Regions from separate parts of the Arachis hypogaea genome. Here region 2 is linked to region 1. Evidence: chromatin contacts called from public Hi-C data. All regions are on one chromosome and are shown on one strand. Each heading gives the region's core, a stretch centred on a gene start, on an enhancer-like site or on the middle of the called end of the contact. The rest is flanking DNA. Distances are from core to core; before and after follow the strand shown. Region 1 holds the start of LOC112765168. Region 2 overlaps LOC112766678 (amino acid transporter AVT1I-like).

Region 1 (7,773 bases), core at 532-3,031:
CCACTTGTAGAAAAATCAAACATATGGATATAACCAAAACTAAAATCAATAGGTTTTAACATGTTTATTAAGGGATAAGGATTAAATTAAAACAATCAAAGCAAATAAATTCCACCTGGCTTCATTAAAGCATGTTTAGAAATCATTGGTAGTTCGTTCCTCAAGAATTACCAAAGATACATCATATAAACATAGCAATGATGTTTCAAATGCAAAACAATCAAAATCACAAAATCACGCAACAACAAAAAAAGGGATAGAAAATAAATAGATAATGGATTTCAAGAAAAGATGCCAAAGATAAAAATTTACAGAACTTCCTTTACCTCTTAATCAAAGAAGTACAATGTTTATATATATGGTCTTAAAAACAAGCACCACTGCATTCGCACCCTCAGTGCCTATACACAACAATTCTTACATTTCCCAAACTACAAAAACTAAGCAAATTTTAAAAAAGAAAAAAAAAATTAGGATCATGGGGAGAATATAGGTGATTCAGCGAAACAAATAGGGCACCTGAGTAATCCATTCTCGTTGCACTTGCCACACGTTCTGAACTCTCCATTCTTCTCCGTATATACCTTCCTGCTACCGTCACACTCGTCGCACAGAACGAACCTCTGACCACCGCACACGTGGCACTCACCTGTATCCGCCTTGGGCAAACCTTCCAGAAGCTGCTTCAGCTCACCGGTCTCGTTCATGCAGATCACCTCCTCTTCTCCCCCAACGTATCTTCCTCCTATGAACACACACGGAAGCTTATTGGGCCCGTCCGGGCCCAATATGTGGCCCAACTCGGTTAGAAAGCTCGAGTCCATTGACACGTCACGCTCGTCAATGGGGACTCGGAAGCCGGTGAGGATCGAGAGGACCGTCCTGCAGGACTTGAACGTGTGCCTCACAACGCGTAGGGACGTGAAGTAGACCACCACACGCTGCTCCGTGCCAGGTATGTAAAGAGGGGCATTTTCGGTATTTTGTTTGGCGGTTTTGTGGTTTTGTGGTTGGAGGTTGGGTTCTGTTTCATGATGATGTTTTTCTTTGCGTCTGGGGGAGGGTAAGGATAAGGCCCTGGCAGGTTTGGGTGGTGGTGGTGGTTGTGGTGGCGGAGGTGGTTGTTGGCGGTGGGGTTGAGTGTGATTTGACCAGGAGCGGACGAGCGAGTTGGCGAGTGTGACTCGGTGGAAGACGGAGGATACTCTTTTGTTGGTTGGCGAGGAACAGAGTTGGGGTTGGGGGGCGTTGATTTGTAATTGGGGAGAATCTTCGAGGCAGAGGGATTCGACGTCCTTGAAGGAGGAACAGGAGAAGAGAGGAGAAGGAGAAAAGGTGGGGGACGATGACGATGAAGAGATCCGGACCGTTGAGTTGTTGCTGCTCCACGATCGCCACATTGAAGTGCGGTTAATGGAAATTTTGGAATATTATTCAATTCAAGGGAAGCTTTTTTGTTTTTAATAAGGTGAATTTTGGGGTGCGGTGTGGCGGTGGAGGTGAAATGGGAAATGGTATGGATGTGATGAGGGTGAATGAGTTTTTGTTGTTATCTATTTTGGGTTGATTGCTTCAAGAAGCAAAAGCGGATGGTGCTTAATTTGCATGCTTGCAAACTTTGGGGAGCTCCTCTGCTTTTTTTATTTTTACTTTTACTGGATAAGAAAGAGAGGGAGAGGGAGAGGGAGAGGGAGAGGTGAGATGGAGTGACAGGATTTTGAAAAAACAAAATTTTGAAAGGAAAATGAAAAGAAAATCTAACTAATCAGTTTCCGGATTTAAGGGCAGAATTTAGGAGAAGGGGCTAGTGTGTTTAAGGTTGACACTTGAGAATTGATATGGTCAAATGTGAGATAAAATTTCGATTTAATTTTGAATTAATCTCTACATACAAACTTTTTTATTATATAAGTTATACAAGTCTTGAAAATCTCTAAGAGCATCTACAATGGTGAGTTCTTCTTTTACTTTTTTCTGACATATAGGAACTCTAACCATTGGAGGAGAGAAGGAATGAGTTTCCGTACGGGTCTCAAGGTGAGGGAGTCTTTCTAAACAGGGACTTAAGTTAACCAATAATAACTTGTCATTTGGCAAATTATTTTAAAAAAATAATAATATAAAATCTGAAATAATTAAATAATTATATTAAATAATGAAATAATAATTAAATTAATAATAATTATAATAAAAATTATATTAAATAATTATATTTTTATTTAATTAATAATTTATATTAATTATTTAAAAATAATTAATTAAATTAAATAATTAAATTTTTATTTAATTAATGATTTATATTAATTATTTATATCATAATTAATATTAAATATTATTTATATTATTATATTAAATTATAATTAATTAAATTTACTTACATTAAAAAATAAATTTAATTTTTACACTTTATAAAATAATTCTTAGTTGAGTTAATTATTTTTATTTTTAAAATTTAAAATGCTAACGATATTATTAAAATTAGCAATTGTAAACACAAAACTATAAATTAGTGTAATCCCGAATTATATATTATGTATTATTATTATATATGAATTTATTTAATATTAATATCTTTTAATAGTGAATTATTTTTAAATTTATAAATTTAAATAATATTATTAAAAAAATTAATTACATTAATTTTAAGTATTTTAATTAATTAATTAAGTGGGACCACAACAGGGACTAAAGTTAGTTCCTCCTAATGGAGAAGAGAGAGATGTTTGAGTTCCTATTTACCGTTTATGACGCAAAAGCTGATGTTGAGTTACTTTTTATGACAGGTAGGCCATAAATAGGGACTGAGATGAGTTCCCTACTGGAGATGGTCTAATTCCTAAAACGCGCCTCTTAAACCATTTCCAGTAGGGAACAGTCCCTATTTATGGCCCACCTGTCATAAAAAGTGACTCCACATTAGATTTTGCGTCATAACCAATAAATATGAACTCAATGAATCTCTCTCTCCTCCATTAGAAGGAACTAATTTTAATCCCTATTGTGGTCCTACCTAATTAATTAATTAAGTAATTAAAATTAATATAATTATTATTTTTTATAATAATATTATTTAAATTTATAATTTCAAAATAATTCAATATTATAAAATATTAAAATAAATAACTTAAATTTGATTAGTATTTTAAATTTTATAAATAAAAATAAATAATCCAACTAAAAATAATTTTATAATATATAAAAATTAAATTTATTTTTTATGTAAAATAAATTTAATTAATTATGATTTAATATAACAATATAAATAATATTTGATATTGATTTAACATAATTATTTATATTAATTATAATTTAATATAACTAATTATTAAATAATTAATATAAATAATTAATTAAATAGATATATAAGTATTTAATATATATATTTAATATATTTTTTATTTTTTTATTAACTTATCACATGGCATGATTTTATTGGTTGTTGCAAGTCCCTGCTTAGAGGGACTCTCAACCTTGATCCCTGTGAAGAGCCTTCTTTCCCTTTTCACTCCAATGGTAATTGAGTCCCATGTGTCAGAAGAGGAACTCTATTTCTTAGCATTGGAGTTGCTCTTATGGCACGTCACGCGCCTCCTTAAGACCATCTCCAGTAGGGAACTCATCCCAGTTCCTGTTTATGGCCCACCTGTCATAAAAAGTAACTCCACATCAGTTTTTGCGTTATAAACAATAAATAGGAACTCAAAGCATCTCTCTCTTCTCCATTAGGAGGAACTAACTTTAGTCCCTATTGTGGTCCCACTTAATTAATTAATTAAAATACTTAAAATTAATATAATTAATTTTTTTCAATAATATTATTTAAATTTATAAATTTAAAAATAATTCATTATTAAAAGATATTAATATTAAATAAATTCATATATAATAATAATACACAATATATAATTCAAGATTATACTAATTTATAGTTTTGTGTTTACAACTGCTAATTTTAATAATATCATTAGCATTTTAAATATTTAAAAATAAAAATAACCAACTCAACTAAAAATTATTTTATAAAGTATAAAAAATAAATTTATTTTTTAGTGTAAGTAAATTTAATTAATATAAATTATTAATTAAATAAAAACTTAATTATTTAATTTAATTAATTATTTAATTAATTATTATTTAAATAATTAATATAAATTATTAATTAAATAAAAATATAATTATTTAATATAATTTTTATTATAATTATTACTAATTTAATTATTATTTAATTATTTCAGATTTTATATTATTATTTTTTTATAATAACTTGCCAAATGGCAAGTTATTATTGGTTAATTTGAGTCCCTGCTTAGAGGGACTCCCTTACCTTGATCCTTGTGCGGGAACTCACTCCTTCTCTCCTCCAATGGTTAGAGTTCCTATATGTTAGAAAAAAGTCAAAGAGGAACTCACCATTAGAGGTGCTCTAACAGATTTTCCAATCAATCAACGCATAAATACATAACTTTCTTTTCCGAAAGGATTTCGTTTCTTTTTTTGAATTTCTTCTGCGTTTTCTTACCTTCTCTCTTCGATCTCTTTCGTGCGTTTTTCTCTCCCTTTTCCTTCTCTGTTTACGTAAGTTTTTCTTTCTGTTCTCTTTCTACGTTTTTTTCGTTTTCCATTGTTTTTGAAATCAAGTTCTGAAATCGTTTTGAAGATAATAGATTATTCAATTTCAGATTATTAGCTAAACCATAGCAAAGTGGATTTTGAATTTGAATTCAATGAAGTTCCTGAGGTGTGGTTTAATTCCAGTTAATAATTGAATCTGAATTTGAATCCAATTAGTAGTTTATGATTGTGTAGCTGAATAATGCGTGAACCTTGTCTATGAAATTTGCTGTTCATTGTTCCTTGTTTGAATTGAATCTAATGTACTAGTTCTAATGAATTTTTTGCATTTTATATCAGGGGTGTAAATCAAGAATATTTGGGTGTATTTCAAGAAAGTTTGGGTGTATTTACAGTTTATGACTTTTCATCTCACTGAGCGTGAATTGTCTTATTATTTTAGTTGAATTGTTTTAGTTTCAGTTTATTGATAATTCATGAATATGATTTTTGTTATTTTTTATAATGGTTTTATAGTTGTATTTGCATTCTATAGTTTATGTCTGTTTTAATATGGTGTATTTTGGGTGTATTTTGCAGTAAATTGTGGTGTTGATGAGCAGTTTGTATCTAAGGTTGGGACGACCTTTAACACCCTTGAAGATGCTGCAAAATTCTACAAGAATTATGCGAAGGCTGCAGGTTTTTCTACAAGAGTTCGGAGTACAAATAAAAAGGGAATCAATTAATTACATGTAGCATAGAGGAAAAATGGAAATTGAAAATATCTTCGACTGAGAAGACAAATCCCTCGACTGGATTTGAAGTAGGAAAATCGAAAATTTTTTTTATTGTTTTGAGTTCAATCAAGTGGTTGAGGTGTGGTTCAATTCAGAAGAAAAAAAATAGCATTAGAGGAAATATTTTTTTGTATTTGCAGCAAATTTGGGTGTAACACGAAGATATTTAGATGTAAGACAAAGATATTTGGGTGTATTTGTAAGAATTTTGGGTGTATTTTTATTCTGATAAGTTCTGCATAAGTTAAAACTCTTCATCTTCCTCCTCCTCATCTTCTGCTTCTTTTTTTTCATCATCATCACTATTTTTTTCTTCTTTTTTCTTTTATTCATCATTTTTTTTGTTTTACCTTCTCAAGTTTCTTTTTATTTTACTCTCTTAATAAGAATAAAAATAAAAAAATCAAATAAAGAAGAAGAAAAAACACATAATGCTGTAAAATTACTTGGAAGATGATGAACTTACATTCATTTAACTAAAAGAAAGAAAGAAATAAGGAAAAGAAGAAGAAGAAAAAAATGCGGTATTAGAGAAAATATTTTTCTTACAAAAATGCTATTTGTACACTAAAATCAGCTACGAAAATCAGCCACCAATGTATTTGTGTATAAATACATGTGTGCTTTAATTTATTTTCAATGTATTTTTGTATTCCAGTATGTATTTTATACTGATAACTGACTTTGATGGCTGATTTTAGTGTAGATGTAGCATAACTCATTTCTGTATTTGCAGCAAATTTGGGTGTAAAACGAAGATATTTGGGTGTAATACGAAGATATTTGTGTATAAAACGAATATATTTGGATGTATTTTTATTCTAATAAGTTCTGCATAATTTAGAACTTTTCCTCTTCATCCTCCTCATCTTCTGCTGCTGCTTCTTTTTTTTCATCATCATCATTATCACCATCATCTTCTTCTTTTTTTCTTATTCATCTTTTTTTTTGTTTTACCTTCTCAAATTTCTTTTTGTTTTACTCTCTTAACAAGAATAAAAACAAAAAAAAAATCAAACAAAGAAGAAGAAGAAACACATAATGTTATAAAATTACTTGGAAGATGATGAATTTATATTTATTTAACTAAAAGAAAGAAAGAAATAAGGAAAAGAAGAAGAAGAAAAAAAATGCAGCATTAGAGAAAATATTTTTCTGTACAAAAATGCTATTTGTACACTAAAATTATCCATTAAAACCAGTCACTAAAATTAGCCACCAATGTATTTGTATATAAATACATGTGTGCTTTAATTTATTTTCAATGTATATTTGTATTCCAGTATACTTTGGTGGATGATTTTAGCATAACTCATTTCTGTATTTACAGAAAATTTGGGTGTAAAATGAAGATATTTGGGTGTATTTTTATTCTGATAAGTTCTGCATAATTCAGAACTCTTCATCTTCCTCCTCCTCCTCTTCTGCTATTTCTTTTTCTTCATCTTCTTATTTCATATTCTCATAATTTTTTTTTGGAGAAAAAATCAAACAAAGAAGAAAAAATATATAATGTTACAAAATAAAAAGAAAAAGGAGGAGAAATACGATGATGAAGATGAAACATGCGAAGAAAAAGGAGGAAAACATAAAGAAAAAAGAAGAAGAAGAAGAAAAAAGAGGAAGAGGAGAAGAAACGCGAAAAAAATGACAGTTGTGGTTTTCATCGAGGAAGAAGAAGAAGAGTCGTTCATAATGGTGAAGAAGCACTTTGGAAAACATGATGCGCGTGTTAACACGTTTTTGTGAGTGAGCGTAGCTTTTGTTGAGTTTGGCCCAACTTGTAAGACTTGTAAGTCAAAAAAATTTGTATGTGTAGTATAACTGATTAATTTTTAAAGTTCTTTAATATTATAATTTTAAATAAATTTACTGATTTTATAAAATTTTTATTGGATCCAACAATTTTATAAATTAAGTTTTGTTACCATTTCATATTTTGGATATGTAATTTATTTTTTCGAATTTACGTTGTGGATTTTGCCTTATTATTTAGAGGAACAGCAGAGTCTACCAAGTGCATGACAGTTAGGTTGTTAAGGAGAATCGATCCTCTCAATTTTTTTTTAACAATTGAAAAAATAATATATGATTTTTTATCATTAATTTTTTAAATGGGATCAAGAATAAATATGAAAGAGAGAATAATAAAGAGTTAAAGATCATACTTTATACTCTCAATTTTTTTAATAATTGAGAGGATCCATTCCCAGTCAGTTATTGAGTGCTTGAGGGCTTAAATATGAAAGAGAGAATAATAAAGAGTTAAAGATCATACTTTATACTCTCAATTTTTTTAATAATTGAGAGGATCCATTCCCAGTCAGTTATTGAGTGCTTGAGGGCTTAGTTAGGGATTCGATTATTTTGCTTTTTTTTTCTTTCTTATGACAGGAGTTTTAGTTTTAATAGAGTATACAAA
Region 2 (6,786 bases), core at 2,200-4,699, 46 kb before region 1:
GATTAATAAAAAACTGACATTTTTTTAATAAAAAATATTATATATACATTAAAAAATAACTACTAAATCAACTACTATGTATTTGTATATAAATACATATATTTTTTAATTTATTTTTAATATATATTTTATATTTTAATATATATCTATACAAATAAATAATTTAATAACCAATTTTTTATATACACTAACATAACCGTTGATTAATATTTGAAATAATTTTGTCTAATTCAAAAATAACATAAAACTTCACGTGTCATTTTCCATTACTTTATAGTTAAAATTCATTATAAAATATACAAGTACTATTACATGATGACAAACACCAATATTCTTGCTTCTGTGATGGAATAAGCCCAAATATTAAATAATTATTTTTAGTAAATATAAATGTATATAAAAATATATACTTTGGAGTGACATCGATCTAATATAATCTAGACGTGATGCATGTACCTCTCCTTTGGGTGTGTTTTGTAACTCACCATATCCAAGAGAAAAAAAAAAAGCGGAAAAAAATGGGAGATGAAAGCGAGATATGAACAGGGACGCAGCTAAAAAAAGAGGGATTGAATTATTTTAAATTAAAAAAAATGCATTAGTTAAAAAAATCCTTGTATTTGCTACCTAACACTTTGTATAATATAAACTATTTTAATTTTTTATTTTAAAAATAAAGAAGAGTCTTATTCAAGTTAAAAAAGCTAGTCTTATTTAACAATATATTTTATTCCATACTCTTAAACATTAATGGCTAATTAAATAGCTAAAAATAATAAATTCTGATATTTTTTAACATTTTTCTTATTTTTAATAAAATATTTTCATTTCTACAATTTCAATATAACATAACCTTCTTTAACTAATACTTGTTGGATTTCAGGAATTGGTATAGTGTCTATACCATTTGCATTAGCCTCAGGAGGTTGGTTAAGCATAATTTTTTTGTTCATGATATCCATAGCAGCATGCTACACAGGCTTACTAATCAAAAGATGCATGGACAAAGATTCCACTATTGAATCTCTTCCTGACATTGGTCAAAGAGCATTTGGAGACAAAGGAAGGTTACTTGTAAACATTGCAATGAATTGTGAACTTTATTTGGTCATAACAGGGTACTTGATTCTTGAAGGAGATAACTTGAACAAATTAATATCTCATTTTCATGTGGATATTGGAGGATTGAAAATTACTGGAACACATTGTTTTGTTCTAATTTCAGCACTGATTATTCTCCCAACGGTATGGTTGGAAGATCTAAGCAAGCTTCTATCATATGTGTCAGCAACTGGGGCCTTAGCATCAATTATATTTCTATGTTCATTGTTGTGGAATGGTACAATTGATGGAACAAAACTTCATAGCAAAGGAGTACTCTTTAATTGGAAGGGAGTTCCTGCTGCAGTTAGCTTGTATGCATTTTGCTACAGTTCTCATCCTGTGTTTCCAAGTCTCTACACTTCCATGAAGAACAAGCATCAGTTCTCTAATGTAAGTGCATATAATTTAGAAAAAAAATCCTAATTTTTTTAATTAAAAAAATGTTGACTTATTATATTAGTTTCTATAATTTTTTTAAATTTGTAATTAAATTATTCTATTTTAAAAATTTTTTATTGAGTCTTTATATCATTTTAAATTTGTAATTACATTCTTTCCGTTTTAAAAACATTTAATTTAATGAAATATGTTAAGGCATATTGCTAGTGGTGTGAAATGGATGAAAACGTTTTTAAATTTTTTTAACGTTTATTAAAAAAATGATCTAATTATAAATTTAAAATTGGTGTAGGATCCCAATTAAAATCTTTTAAAGTATAGAGATTTAATGATAAAATTAAAAAAATTATTGGGATTAACACAAAAATTTAACCCAAAAAAATAAAGTAAAAAAAAAAGGTGATTTTACTGATAGTTCATTACTTAACTAATAGTTCTTACTTAACTCATTGTTTAGTGAATATCTCCATGTAAGTGAATTGACATTATAATTATTAAAATCGATTTGGTCAAGATAGAGTCACTAAATTGGTATATTTTTTCGTTCAAGACTTAGTAGAAGCTAACATTATTCATTTATTCCAGGAGACAAAATTTTCCAAGTACTCTGCCCATCTTGCACGTTTTAAAATTCCAAACCCACCTAACTATATGTTATTACATGTATCATTTACTTTAATTTGTTACAGGTGTTGCTGGTGTGCTTCACATTGTGCACTCTAGTATATGCAGCAACAGCAGTTTTGGGATACTTAATGTTTGGATCAGAGGTTGAATCAGAAATAACTCTGAACCTTCCAAAAGAAAAACTGAGTTCAAAAGTGGCGATATACACAACTTTGGTTAACCCCATAACCAAATATGCTCTGATGCTAAGGCCAATTGTGGATGCCACAAAAAACGTGCTTCCATCACACTACAACAAAAGGCCAAAGCTCACACATATACTAATTAGTAGCATATTGCTCTTCACCACTGTTGTTGTTGCACTCACTGTTCCATTTTTTGGGTACCTAATGTCCCTTGTTGGTGCATTGTTAAGTGTCTCTGCTTCATTCCTAGTGCCATGTGTTTGCTACTTGAAGATTTCTGGAACTTATGGGAAATTGGGATGTGAAATGATCGTCAATTATTCCATAGTGTTAGTAGGAGTTGCAATTGCAGCATTTGGAACTTACACTTCCCTCTTAGAAATAATTAGGCATTTATAGTTGTAATTCCCCATTTGTACTTTTTTTTTAAAATAAAAAATACTGAGATTACTTACATATATCATGTATCGTAAGTAATCCATTTGGAAGTTTGGTTAAACCATGTGGTCTCCTATTGAATGCACTCGAGATTAATGTAAAATAAATAAATCGAAGAGTAGCATAGGTAGTTATTGTTTTCTTTTTCTTTTTTATTTTTTTTTCCGGGAAGAGAATTTCAATCAATTAGAGGTATTCAAACTGTCAAAAAGACTAAGCTACATATGTTTTTTTCCCTCTGTTGTTGATGCCGATAAATTAATGATTACCCTATAGGGGATCAAAATTCTTTTTAAGGGGTTTGTCGTTAGACTTCAATTACTATTTTTATAAAGCGGGAGTAGAACTTCTAAGGCTTATTTAAGTTGAAGAGTAAGTTCAGTTAATCATTCAAGTTACCTAAGTTATAAATATTTTTTGTTTTGTTTTTTATAGTATGGCATAATTCGACAAACTAAAAACTGATTAATTATAAATTTAAAATTTATTTAAAAATTTATTGTAAATTAATTAATTATTATATGCACAAAATTTAAACTCTTAATACTTGTTTAAATAAATTAATAAATTAATTACTAAATTAATCCAAGATTATTTCAAAGTTACAAATGTTGGTAGAGGCATCTTCCAAACAGGCCAGCTCATCTTCTATTCTATTCCCATCCGTTCTAGTACTATGATTCAACCAAATAGATGGGCCAACGCTACAGTGATGATTTTTTTTTTTCTACATGTGATGAAATTTGCTGTCATACCTTTGGGCATGACACGTTTCCTCTATTTTGCAGAATAGTCAAATAATGATTCAGAAGAGTCGGGTTCGGATTGCTTTATACTTCCGATTTCATCACGTCTAAAGTCATGTGTTAATTCTGACAGTTTTTTTTTTTTTTTTTGGTATCCTGTTTGCTCGGAAGAGAGCCATCTATCTTTAATTCTTTCTATAAGGAATTTTGGGTTACTTTTTCGGAAATCTCCCTTAAGATTTAATCTAAGTAATCGGTCAAATATTGAGTTTTGAGTCGCTGGAATTGAATACTATAAAATAAAGACTGAGGTGAACTTCGTCTTTTAGACTCTTACAAAATTGCTTAAAAAAAGAAAAAGAGAAGAGATGATTATTAGCAACATTTTTAAATATTTTTTATTGTCCATTTTGTAAGTATGGGCTTTAAAGGCCCACTTTTCGTTGGACCGTTTCTTTTTTCTTTTTTCTAAGCCAATTTTTGGATTTTTATTGGAGTTAATGGCAGAATTTGCTATGTCACAAGGAGCTGCACAAAGATTCGAACCTTCATTAAGCTCAAGAGGCTATAGAAAGATAATAGTAGCAGTGTATATGAGTGTATATGGGTATGTGGTGTAAAAAACAAAAAAAAATCTTTTTAGACAGCCGAAACCTAATGGCAGTATCATCTGTCTCACTCCTCAATAAAAAATATAAAACCCATGTTAGTAGCAGGAGTGTTTGTATGAGTGAATGTATGTTGTGTAATGTATAAAACCAAAAAAAAAAAAAAAAGAAAATGTCTTTCCGTAAATTAGATTTTTGGGTTACGAAATAATCTTGAATATGGACAGTAATAGGATATTTTTTATATTGGGGGATTGGACCTATAGTTATTGATGAATAAATAGTCGTGTAATATTGATATAGTATCATTTATTATGTAATATCAGTCAATTTTAACATCATCAATAAAAGAAGTAACGAGCCAATGAGTTATAGCTCAAATGGCATAGGTTGCGGGTTCGAGTCTCCTATCTTTGGTAAAAAATAAAAAATAAAAGAAGTAACGAATAATCAACATGATTAACTTGAAATATTTGAAAAACGAATTTGATTAAAAAAATTTTTTGATAACCAATTCCAAAAACGAATAATTTTTTAAGGATGAATTTGATTACTTATTCATTATTGATGGTTTAGACCTAACCTTTTTTAGGTGGATTTGACAAAATAAGTTGGCCCCAAATTAAGTAAAGGGTGTTGTAATCCTTTTTAATTTAATAAATTTTAGTTTTTTATTTATTATTTTATATCAATGGCTCGAATTTAGAGTTTAACATTTAGAATTTAGAATTTATTATTTAATATTTATGATTTAGAATTTAAGAAACACTAAAATTTTTATTTTTATATTATCATTCACCGGTTTTATTTATATTTATATAAAACTAAATCTATTTTAGATTAAAAATATAGGCATAGTGTTAATATGAATTTCATATGACAGAAAATAATATTCGTGTTGATGCTGATTATTTTTTGCATTGTAAATGTTTTTGTTGTGATTTATTTTGGTATCTTTTTGACAGTACAGTAAGTAAACATACTTAAAGACTTAAAGTACATAATTCTGAGAGTAGGATTTCATGTTGTAAATCTAGGGGTGGATAAATTTGACGGCTGTTTTTTTTTTTTTTTTTTTTTTTTTTTTTTATGGAGAGTATATGGTGTTTGGAATGGAAATGGACATTTTTAGTATATTTATATGTTAATGGACATATCAAATATATAGGATCAATACGTAGAGAACGTGCTAACACAGTATGTGTAAGGCAAGTTGACAACACGTGAAAGGTGTGTTGCTAACATAACAATGTGTGATTCGAGGATACATAACAAGGAGCACACGAGATTCATAAAACTAACAGGAATCCTAGACACCAGCAAACCTTTTCTGAAGGGTGCAAATATTGGAAGCAATAAAGATGGATTGAGTTAGGTAGAATTTAGATACGAAAGATCTGCTACTATTGTGGTATCACTGGTCATGATGAAGGAAACTGTGAGAAAGATACAAAGGATGAGAAAATGGGAGTAAAAAAATCCAAAAAATTGGGAGTATGGTTTAAAATGGACAGTATTGGAGTGAAAATAACAGTCACACAAATAGAAAAGCAGAAAAACAATTAAGAAACTGAGGAGAAGAAGAAACTAAGCCCTCAAAGACTAACCCAGAAAATGATGGAGCAATTATTAAACCTTACAGTAATAGAAAACAAAGAAAAATAATATGTGGGGGATGATAGGAATGAAATGCAGGAGGGTAGCATAATAGAAATCCAAAAAATAGAATCATTGGAAAGTAAGAAAGAAAAAGGAGAGGGGAGGAAAGAAAGCGGAGAATAAAGGAGAAGCACTACTTCGAAGGAAGCAAAGAAAAAAGGCCCCTACGATGGGAGAAGAGAAAATGTATGAAACATAATCCAATAAGAATAATGAAATCTAGAAGTAAATAAAGAGGAATATAGAGAAAAAAAAAAAGAGAAAACACAAGAGATCAAGATGTTGACTGAGTCCACAGACATAAAGGAGAACTCACTAAAAGTTGTAACAAAAACATGGAAAAAAAATGGCAAAGGAGAAAGCAAGTGCAAATAGAAAGCAAAAGGAGAATTAGGATGTATGCACCCACAAAAGAAAGGGCACACGAGCAAGATACAATAGAGATTGATGAACCAGAATACAAAGTGAAGAGAACAATCCCAGAAACAGATTTCACAATGGCAGAGGCTGCAATACAGCCTTGTCGAGTCCCATGAAGATAATTAGTTGGAATTGTCATGGGCTTGGGAACCCATGGGTTGTTCGAGCTTTGACAAAGCTCATCAAACAACAAGGACCCAACCTTGTCTTCCTTATGGAAACAAGAAGAAAAGAAGTAAAAATGGTGCAATTAAGATATAAAAAGGGGGTTAGCAAACATCACTGGAGTGGACTGTGAAGGAGAAGGGAGGCAAAGATCACGGGGTTAGCTGTGATGTGGGATGAAATGATTGATGTGTCAATCAAATCTATATCCATCAATCATATTGATATGGAAGTAGAGATGAAAGAATCAAGACAAGTGTGGAGAGCGACTGGGTTTTATGGCTGTCCAGAGCAAGAGAACAAGCAATCAAGCTAGAACCTTTTGAATAATCTGGGAAGAAACTCAAATAGCCTGTGGATGGTGTTTGGAGACTTTAATCAGATCATGAGACAAACAGAAAAATAAGGGGGCAATCCAGTTACATATGCACAAGT

Evidence for each region. Hi-C and Micro-C count contacts between places; a contact is called where the count stands out from the background.
Region 2: a contact with region 1 is called in a Hi-C map of leaf, with 2.1 times the contacts expected there. The contact joins the enhancer-like site here to the promoter of LOC112765168 in region 1.

Annotation. Positions count from the first base shown.
Region 1 is chr17:25,942,999-25,950,771 of arahy.Tifrunner.gnm2.J5K5, reverse strand. It overlaps LOC112765168, which reads right to left and starts at 1,781. Exons shown (of 1, transcript XM_025811046.3): 1 at 308-1,781. The coding sequence starts at 1,400. The coding sequence ends at 477.
Region 2 is chr17:25,991,619-25,998,404 of arahy.Tifrunner.gnm2.J5K5, reverse strand. LOC112766678 (amino acid transporter AVT1I-like) reads left to right here. Exons shown (of 3, transcript XM_072222618.1): 2 at 884-1,494; 3 at 2,193-2,883. The coding sequence ends at 2,714. Among protein-coding and RNA genes, the nearest start is that of LOC112767180, 6.6 kb to the right of the region's middle. Within about 2 kb of position 3,449, at least 3 of the 3 cell types and tissues checked have open chromatin away from gene starts, as enhancers often do.